2 separate regions of the Zea mays genome follow, and region 1 is linked to region 2. Evidence: chromatin contacts called from public Hi-C data. All regions are on one chromosome and are shown on one strand. The core of a region is the stretch at or near the end of the contact, and the rest is flanking DNA. Distances in the headings are between cores, read along the strand shown. Region 1 has its middle 23 kb from the start of LOC100192564. Region 2 has its middle 19 kb from the start of LOC103641890.

Region 1 (4,541 bases), core at 473-2,972, 93 kb after region 2:
GCCCCCGGCCTCGGCAGCAGGCGAGGCCCCTCGGGCGCGCGGGCGCAGCCCCTCGACAGCGCAGGTGCGCCGTCCCCGGCCCTAGCCACGACGCTGGTACTGCGGATCCGACCCCGGTGCGGGAGCGGGCGTGGCGGCTGCGCATGGCGCAGCGCGGGCGCGGCCGCCCGGCCATGGTACGCGCGAGCGCGGGCGCGACCCAATTGCTCACGGCCTCGGCGTCCTCTTTTGGCTAGGCGTGGGCGCGACCGCAGTCTCGGGTCGACGGCAGGCGGCCTCGGCGCGGGCGCACAGCCCCGGCCAGGCGGGCACGGCGGCCCGGCGGCAGCGGCCCCGGCAGCGCGCGGCAACCGGCGCACGACCCCGTCCAGGCGGGCACGGCGGCCCGGCGCGGGCTCTGCCGGCCAGGGCGAGTGTTCCTCCGACCATGGCGCGGGCGAGGCCTTCCAGCGCGCTGCGCGGGCGTGGCCCAGCGTCCAGCGGCCCTGACGCCAATGCTTGCACCCGTGCGAAGCCCCGTAGCCAGCAATTCCATTGTTTGCATGAATGAAATCATCGAGACGATTGACACATAATAAATCCTTACAGACTTGCTGTAGATTCATAGTGCTAGATGTGGACAATAAAGCGTCGCTGTATGCTTCTCCTTTTCTTTTTGGCGTGTGTAGCGGCATCCTTTGTTCCTGCCTGGCGTCATCCCACTTAGTTGTTCTTTTGCATTATGATTGAAAGCCTTCATGCTTCCTCGGTCAATCACCGGTGCGCACTGGGAGCATCGCCGGAAAAAAAATCTTCCGCTAAGAGTAGCTTCTTTCTTCTTTTCTTCTCTGATCTCGCGAGCAGTGCTGATAACGTGTTGTAATCTACTCCGTGGTAACGAGATTGAGAGAGACAAATGACAGCGATGTCCTTTATTGCAGAGGAGATTCTGTTTATATACAAGCAAAGGTGCATCCCCAAGGGATGTGTCCCTTGGGGAGAAACCGTCGCGCTCTTTGGAGTGGATTGGTCACAAAATATTGTAACAAAAACAAAGAGGCCGGCCGAGTGTGTGTGCCTTTGTGGTGGGGTACTGGGGTGGAGGCTGGAGGGAGGGACGGGGCCCGGCGGAGAGGGAGGACGCCCTGGCTGACTGGCGGCAGATGCAGAAAGAGATCAGGGAGAGAAAGCAAGCGAGGGGAGCCTACAAAAGGAAGGGCTGGTGGCGCATGTACTGCCATGTCGTACGCATGTGTGTATCTACGATCCATCTACCCCCTGGCCGATCTGCTGACACCTTTCCTTCTCCCAGCACGAAACGCAACGGCGCGAGAGCTACGACCTCTAAAGACTCGATCGATCCACCTCTCTCTAACACTCTACTCCGCCGGTTTACACGATCCACGAATCCTGCCATGCGTACACCTGTACGTATCGTATGCAGGTCTGTAGCAGATCATCAGTGGTAGAGAGCGATCGTGGTTCTTCCGGTACCGGCCCTTCTACAGCATGGGCCCCGGGCCGGACGGCCATGGTGATGCATGGATATGGCCAGACGGCCATACGCGGGGGAAATTGACGAACCGGGGCATATGCATGCGGACAAAACAGGGAGCGCGGTTACCTAGAGGTGGGTGAAACGGAACGGCCGGCCTGCGCCGAGCGCGGCGGACACGTACCCTGCTCCCCTGCCGCCGTGGGCAGGGCGGGCGCGGACAACGAACTGGGCCGGGCTGCTGCGCTGACATCTATCGCCCCCTTCCCCGTCGGAGCTAGTACACACACACACGTATTGCACAGCCAATGCACGCCCGGCCCCCCTCACGCCGTCACGCGCTGCATGCATGGGGCCATCTGTACCGCAACCGCTCGCGGCTCGCCGCCATCTATCTATCGCCCCCGGCCCGCGCGCCGTGACACACATATCGCACGTCCGCTCTGCATGCCTACGGCCATCTGTACCTCCTCTGTGCCTCTATCTATCCGGACAGCCGCCATCGTCACCCAGCCTGTGTACAACGCCCGTGGTGGAGATATATAAGGTGTTTGTTTGATGAATTATTTTATCTAAAATAAGATAGATTATGGGTTCATTAATTAAATTTGGTGGGACGATCACATTTTTAACTATGATGAATAATGTAGTGATAGATTAACTCATTCTATTATACAAAGCAAACGAAAAAAAAAAGTAAGGAGTGATAAAATGAACTACCTCATTACCATTACTGCGCGCTGGCCAACAATTAAGATCCTTGCGTAGTTGCGTCAGCTACCTATATAGATCGGAAAAGATGTTTGATTTGCCTTCATGCATGCAGGAACGGAACGCCACTGACAGGATGCGTACGTGTGTATATTTACCGCCACCGCTGGTGTGCATGGCGTGGGTAACCAGTTAACGACTCCAAACGGCAGAGCGAGACGGGTGGGTCCCCAGCTGAGGCGGACAGTTGCGATGAGGCTGATGAGGTGGTCGCGCCCGCGGCAGGACAACATGGTTGGCTGTGGGCCGGCCCGTACTTGTAGGCCCATGCATAGTGCGTGGGGTAAGGCGGTCATTTTCTCTTCTATTGGTGCCTGCGCAAGGGCTGGGCAAAAAAATATCGAAACTCGAACCTGGAATACCTGAATCTAAACCCAAAATACCCGAAATCCGAATTTTGTTCGGTAATTTCGGGTAGCAACTTGCAAAACCCGAATTTATTTCGGTTATTCGGGTATCACAATCGGTAACCCGAAATATCTGAACTTTCATGTGTCATTTACTCATGTCATGTTTAATTATTAATTTGTACATCTATAATTATGTGTAAATGTGCATAACTTGTGATTGTAAATTGCATGTGTTTTATATGTCCATGTATATCATTATTTAAACTATATTTTTATACTAATTTAATAAGGTGTTTGTGTTTTTATGAAGCCAACACAACAGTTCGGGTAGTTCGAAATTACCTGAACCCGAAATTCCGGGTACCCGATTTTTCGGGTATTGTAAAATCTGTTGTAATTTCGGGTATCAATTCTCAAAACCCGAAATTTTAAATACCCGAATTATCGGACCCAAAAATTTAGGGTAACCCGAATCGTTCACCCCTACCTGTGATGTACGCGCGCGTATGCCTGTACCCTGACAAGGCGCCTCTATGAAATACCCAGAAAAATCTACCTTTGTATACGTACACGCACTTTGTTCGATACGTGTCTGCTCTTAGGGATCGTAACGTGCGAAAATTTAAGGACTATTTGTTTCGTAGTTAACTGTGTCACGCTTTGACTAAAATTAGTCATCAGAATTAAATAACTAAACTTAGTCAGAAAAATTAGAGAAAGTGTGGCAAATTAAACACGGAACCAAACATACCCTTAAACTTGGATCCACACAGCGAGAGTCGCATTCGATCTTCGTCCAGATATTCACTAGAACCATCCACACTTACTCTCTGATATCATGTTATTTGTTGTTTTATACAAGGTTTAAATTAAATTTATAAAAGTTTAACTATAAAAGGCTGTTTTGTTATTTAGTTTTGATATATAATATTTATGTTCACCGATTTATCTTAAAAAAGTACTTTTATAAACATATAGATGTATTAAGTGTTTATTGGTATTTAAAAATATATAGTTAAAGCTATATTTTGTAGATCATGTCGTTGTACTACACGACAAATAATAGAACATTGAAGAAAAGTAGGTCGCAGGGTTCACATGCCACCGATTAATCATGCTTACAAAGCTGAAAGCTGTCACGTGCCAAGCTAGTTGTACTTTGTATCTATCGATAGCTAAATAATGCCAGATGCCATCAATCATCCAGACTCTGGATAAACCGTGCACCCAACACTCAGTACATGGAGTGGATAAACATGGTACTAGTCTACTAGAAAAGTCTACGTATTCTATCCACCCTCGGTAATCCGGACGATTGATGTGTGGCATCACGAAATAGTATTTGACGGAACATATATGACATATATCATCCAGAAACGACAGATTACGGCGGCACATACTGTTGCATCATCCGTTAGTCTCTATTAAACGGTGGCAGGTCGTCGCACTTGCGTTCGCCTTGGTTAACACTTAACGGAGACGGGCAACTTAACAAAACCGCTTTGTTAGTCACTATTAAAAGAGGCGGGTATGTTACGTCTTCCGCCTCTTTTAAATGATTAACGGAGACAGACAGATTAAGGCAATCACCTACGTTAATTGCTTATTAACATAGACAACTATCTTAACTCGCCCACCTCCGTTAATCGTTCAAAAGAGGCGGGTGTCTTAAAGAGGTTGTCTCTATTAACAGATTATCAATAGAGGCGGGTTTTTGTAACTTGTCTGTCTCCGTTAATCGACGCCTATATATACACATAATGGCCGCCTTTTTCTTCCTCATGTTTTCTCCCCATTAAAAAAACTTTGAGCTTCAGGGCCCCTTTGGTAGGGCTTATTTTCAGCTTCGGCTCTGCCTCATGCAAAAGTTGTGCCAAACACCTCTTTTTTCAAATGGCTTCACCAGTGAAGTGCTTTTCCAAAATGAACTAAAGGGCATGAGCCAA
Region 2 (4,059 bases), core at 527-3,026:
ACGCAACGTATGCGAGTTTGAGTTGTTGGCAATTCTTCCAGAGCTGTTGCGCTTTGGTCGTGAGAGACACACGATATATCTCCAAATCCAAATCGGCCTGGTCTGATTCGAGACGCGCTACTGACTTGAGGTTGCCTGGATCCTAGTGCTATCACATTGCCTTCTTCGACTGGAGCTGCTTTTCCACAGCGCTTGATGTCAAATCCATTGAAGCGTACGTGGCCAAATAATAATGCCGCGCCGTAGACTAGAAGGAGTGGTAGCTAGTGCTGTGCTAGGGAGCACAATATTATATATATAGCACCCATTACGTTGGAACAGGCCGACAGGGGCAGAGAAATCAAACCTTGCTAAATGAAAAGAAAATCCATCACGGTATCCGTACATATATATGTGCAGAAACCAACCCGTGTGGATTCCATATGCACTGCCGGAGTCGGAATCGGACGTTGTGCCGTCTGTGTCCGGAATGGATGGCACGATCGGGCTGGTGCAATAGGAAACCTCCTATGCACCGAGGGTGCTGCGTGCTTGGCGCTATGATACTTAGGGGTGGATATCGAGCCAGCTCGGCTCGGCTCGACCGAGCTCGAGCTGGCTCGTTAAGGAAACGAGCTGGCTCGGCTCGACTCGTTAAGTAACCGAGCCAGAGAACCAGCTCGGCTCGGCTCGTTTGCGAGCTCGAGCTGGCTCGTTTAGCTCGCGAGCCAGAACAAAAAATAGTATATATGTATATATACACCAATATAATCAATTGCTAGTTAATTTCATACTAATTTAACACTAGAAAAGACTAACAATACTCATAATTTTATATATCACATCATTTAAACCCTAAACTAGCATAGTTCATCACTTATTAATTCATCCAATACAAGTATATGCTTTGTTTTACAGATAAATGCTAGCTCATTCGAGCTAACGAGCTGGCTCGAGCTCGTGTCGAGCTGGCTCGTTAAAGAACCGAGCTGAGATGTTAGCTCAGCTCGTGATAAAATTGAAACGAGCCGAGTCGAGCCGAGCCGAGCTGGCCACGAGTCGAGCGAGCTCACGAGCCACGAGTATTTTGTCCAGCCCTAATGATACTTGCTCGTCACCTAAACCAGGGAGAGAGAGAGGAAAAAAAACGTTGTTAAAATCAGAGATGTTGGAAACCCTGACAACAAAAACAAAGGATAAGAAAAGCATCAAGGATAAGAAAAGCATGCCGGAAAAAACAAAAGATAATGGGTGGGTTTTGCTCGTGTACAAATATATGTATATGGGGCATGTGGCCGCATGGGTCAACGACGTAAAACTGGATAGCGTCGGCGTCCAGCGACAAGCTAACAGACATATATTTCATACGGTGGATTATGTAAGAAAACCAAACGTACGACATAGATACACATCACAATCGATTTAAATTGGTTGAAAACCTTCTCAGAAAACTTTGTCTTTTTTTTGTTACAACCCATACGTCTCATAATTAGTTTATACAGTAGTTATTTTTTTGTATCTCCTCGATTTAGATTTCGAACCGTTATGTTCTGTTTCTGTTTTTATTAGAAATAATAAGGATCCCAGTCAAAGATGTGGCGAATAACGGAAGCCAAAACCGTTTCCTCAAAACAGAAACCGAAAAGAAGAAGAAAAAAAAGAATATAGGTGATCTTTTGCGCTATATATTTGTGTCCAAAAAAAATCGAATGATATATCGGCCTTTGGACACCCCGAACGATATGGGTGGGAGCCATTCGGTGACCCTTCTTAATTTTCCGTCTGGCCCAACAAGAGATCTTCCGGTGTGTGGTGTGGTTGACAACAGGCCTTAAGAGGCCTGGACTTGTTCTGTTTATCACACTTCCGAAAGGCTCGATCATGTTTATCGCATTAGGCTAGCACCTCCCGGATTTCTGAGGATTGAAGGTCAATTATCCATTTTTTTCCTACATCCTCGAGAATCTAAAGAGATTTTAGTTTTTAAACTAGTCTTAGCCCCCTTATACAGTTATACCCCTTTTTTCCTAAAAAAGATATACTCCCAGTTGTATACGTAGATTTATACGCGACGACACAAAAAAAAACAGTCATGAAACCATAGCATAGCGTGTGATCGATTTTCTATCACATCTGCTATCCTATTTCCTATTTTAAACTTCACTATGTAAACAATGATAAATAGCATCATCTACGATGTTGTGTCCTCTAAAATTTTTAGGAGATCCACGGGAGACAGTCTGACAGCCGCAAAGCATTGTGGCTGCTAATGCTGTAGCACAAGACCGAGTGCCTTTACAGTTCGTACCTGCAAACCCAGCATCCCGGAAGTTGCGGATCAGGGAGGTTTTATATACGACGACCTAAACAGATCCGTTATTGGTTAGTGGTGTCTTAGGTAACCAAAGCTTTGGACAGAGTGCAATGCCAACAGAATGCAGTAAACTAGCAATGCCTGCAATACCCACCTGGTGTCGCTGTTATGGCGATGGCAACTCGCATCACCAGCGGAGCCGGATTACTTCTCTAATTTATATAGAATTTGATGAGCTAGAATAAATCCTGGTTTGTTCCGGTACAACCGAACGGGCCCTTAACCGGCGCCCCGTTCGCGCTTTGGTCACGGACAGGCTGGCGAGTCTAGGTTAGGTTAGGTTAATTATTACGGCCCGGAATTGTGGTAGGATGGCCGCCGTGCCGGACGATCGATTCGAGTCTGACGCGTGGGATGTGTTGTATTATCTCTACTACTATTAAGAGCATATTGTAGACTACCCCCGTCTCCCTACGCCCGCCCGCCGCAAACCCCGTCGGCCCCAGATCCCCTCGGTCGTCTCCCTCTCCGGAACACAGGCAGCGCGGCGCGTGGTGTTGATGTACTCTGCTCATAGCCGAGCTGCAGGAGAGAAGAGAAGCCCCGCAACCCTAGGTCGCCACCTCTCTTCCTCTCAGGTTCCACTCGTCCGCGCGACGCAACGCGACGACACCGGAGGTATTCCTCTCTCCTGCTGTACAGGATCTCTTATTTCCTCGTCGTGGATCATTCGTTGCTCGGCGAAACCCCAGCCCCGGGACGGGTCTGCTCACCGTTCGGTTTCTTCGTAGGGTTTTCTGCGGGGAGGTATTCCTCTCTCCTGCTCCTCCTATACGAGAAGTCGAAGTCCAGGCATCCAGGGCCTCCCTTGCTTCCGTCGGCATCGCAGAGCGGAGACACTTACGCGCGCTCAAGGTCGTCGGGATCGGGATCCCCCGCGGCGGCTCTTGCGGCAGCCGCGACGGCGAGCAGGGCCATCGCCGCCACGCTGATCCCCGGGGCACACCGCCCACGCCACATCCCCTACGTAGACGAAACAAGCCATCGCCTTTTGTCCGTTTGGGCTCTTCTAGCATCGATGATCCTCCGTAGTTTATTTCGGTAAAAACTCAATTTCTCTTTTTTAGGTTCTACTACTATTTTGGCTGGATTCCTGAAATTCATCCTACTATGTTCATGCAACGACTCTGCAAGTGCAGAAGCTGAAGTCGATGGGTAGTGCTACCAAGACCAAGCTTGTATGCCGAGCGATGAAACGAATTCTCACCTTATAGTACTCAGTATAAGGTATACATTCGCTTCTTATTGGCTCCCTGTCTTTCAGTACTTGTTTTATTGGTTTAACATGTTTCTTTTTGCAGCTTACACATTATACATACTTCACCAATGAACAGCTCTACATTTTACCAGGATGTTGTCGACTGTCACCAGCGACCCATTGTCTATCGTCGAACTGATCACAGTTATTATTCTCTTATTTTTTTAATTGAGGAAGTGAGCTGGCTTGTCTGGATGTAAAATAAGAAATACACCATGTGTTGTTGCTGCAGAGCTCAGTGGCCAGTAGCAGTGTGACCGCCTTGTCGTTGATGCACGACCGACAACCTACTTGTGCGCCGATCACCATACTAGGTCTGGTCGAGTCCAACGCCGTCGCTCATCACGGTTCTATCGGCTGGAGCAGCCCCGATGTCGTCCCCGCGACCAGCAGTTGCGGCAAGAACCTTCTTTTTTTCGTTGTCCACTGCATTTTTTCTAGAAATCAG

What was found. Hi-C and Micro-C count contacts between places; a contact is called where the count stands out from the background.
Region 1: a contact with region 2 is called in a Hi-C map of leaf mesophyll, with 3 times the contacts expected there. The contact joins two enhancer-like sites. A contact is called at or near these places in 6 of 25 Hi-C or Micro-C datasets (bundle sheath, ear, endosperm and 3 more) and 1 of 3 datasets of contacts at active chromatin or transcription factors (leaf).

The regions. Positions count from the first base shown.
Region 1 is chr10:136,278,694-136,283,234 of Zm-B73-REFERENCE-NAM-5.0, forward strand. No RefSeq gene overlaps it. Among protein-coding and RNA genes, the nearest start is that of LOC100192564, 23 kb to the right of the region's middle. Within about 2 kb of position 1,723, at least 20 of the 20 cell types and tissues checked have an H3K27ac peak or open chromatin away from gene starts, as enhancers often do. A contact at or near this core is called in ear, leaf and leaf mesophyll, where this site is marked.
Region 2 is chr10:136,185,770-136,189,828 of Zm-B73-REFERENCE-NAM-5.0, forward strand. No RefSeq gene overlaps it. Among protein-coding and RNA genes, the nearest start is that of LOC103641890, 19 kb to the left of the region's middle. Within about 2 kb of position 1,777, at least 14 of the 20 cell types and tissues checked have an H3K27ac peak or open chromatin away from gene starts, as enhancers often do. A contact at or near this core is called in ear, leaf and leaf mesophyll, where this site is marked.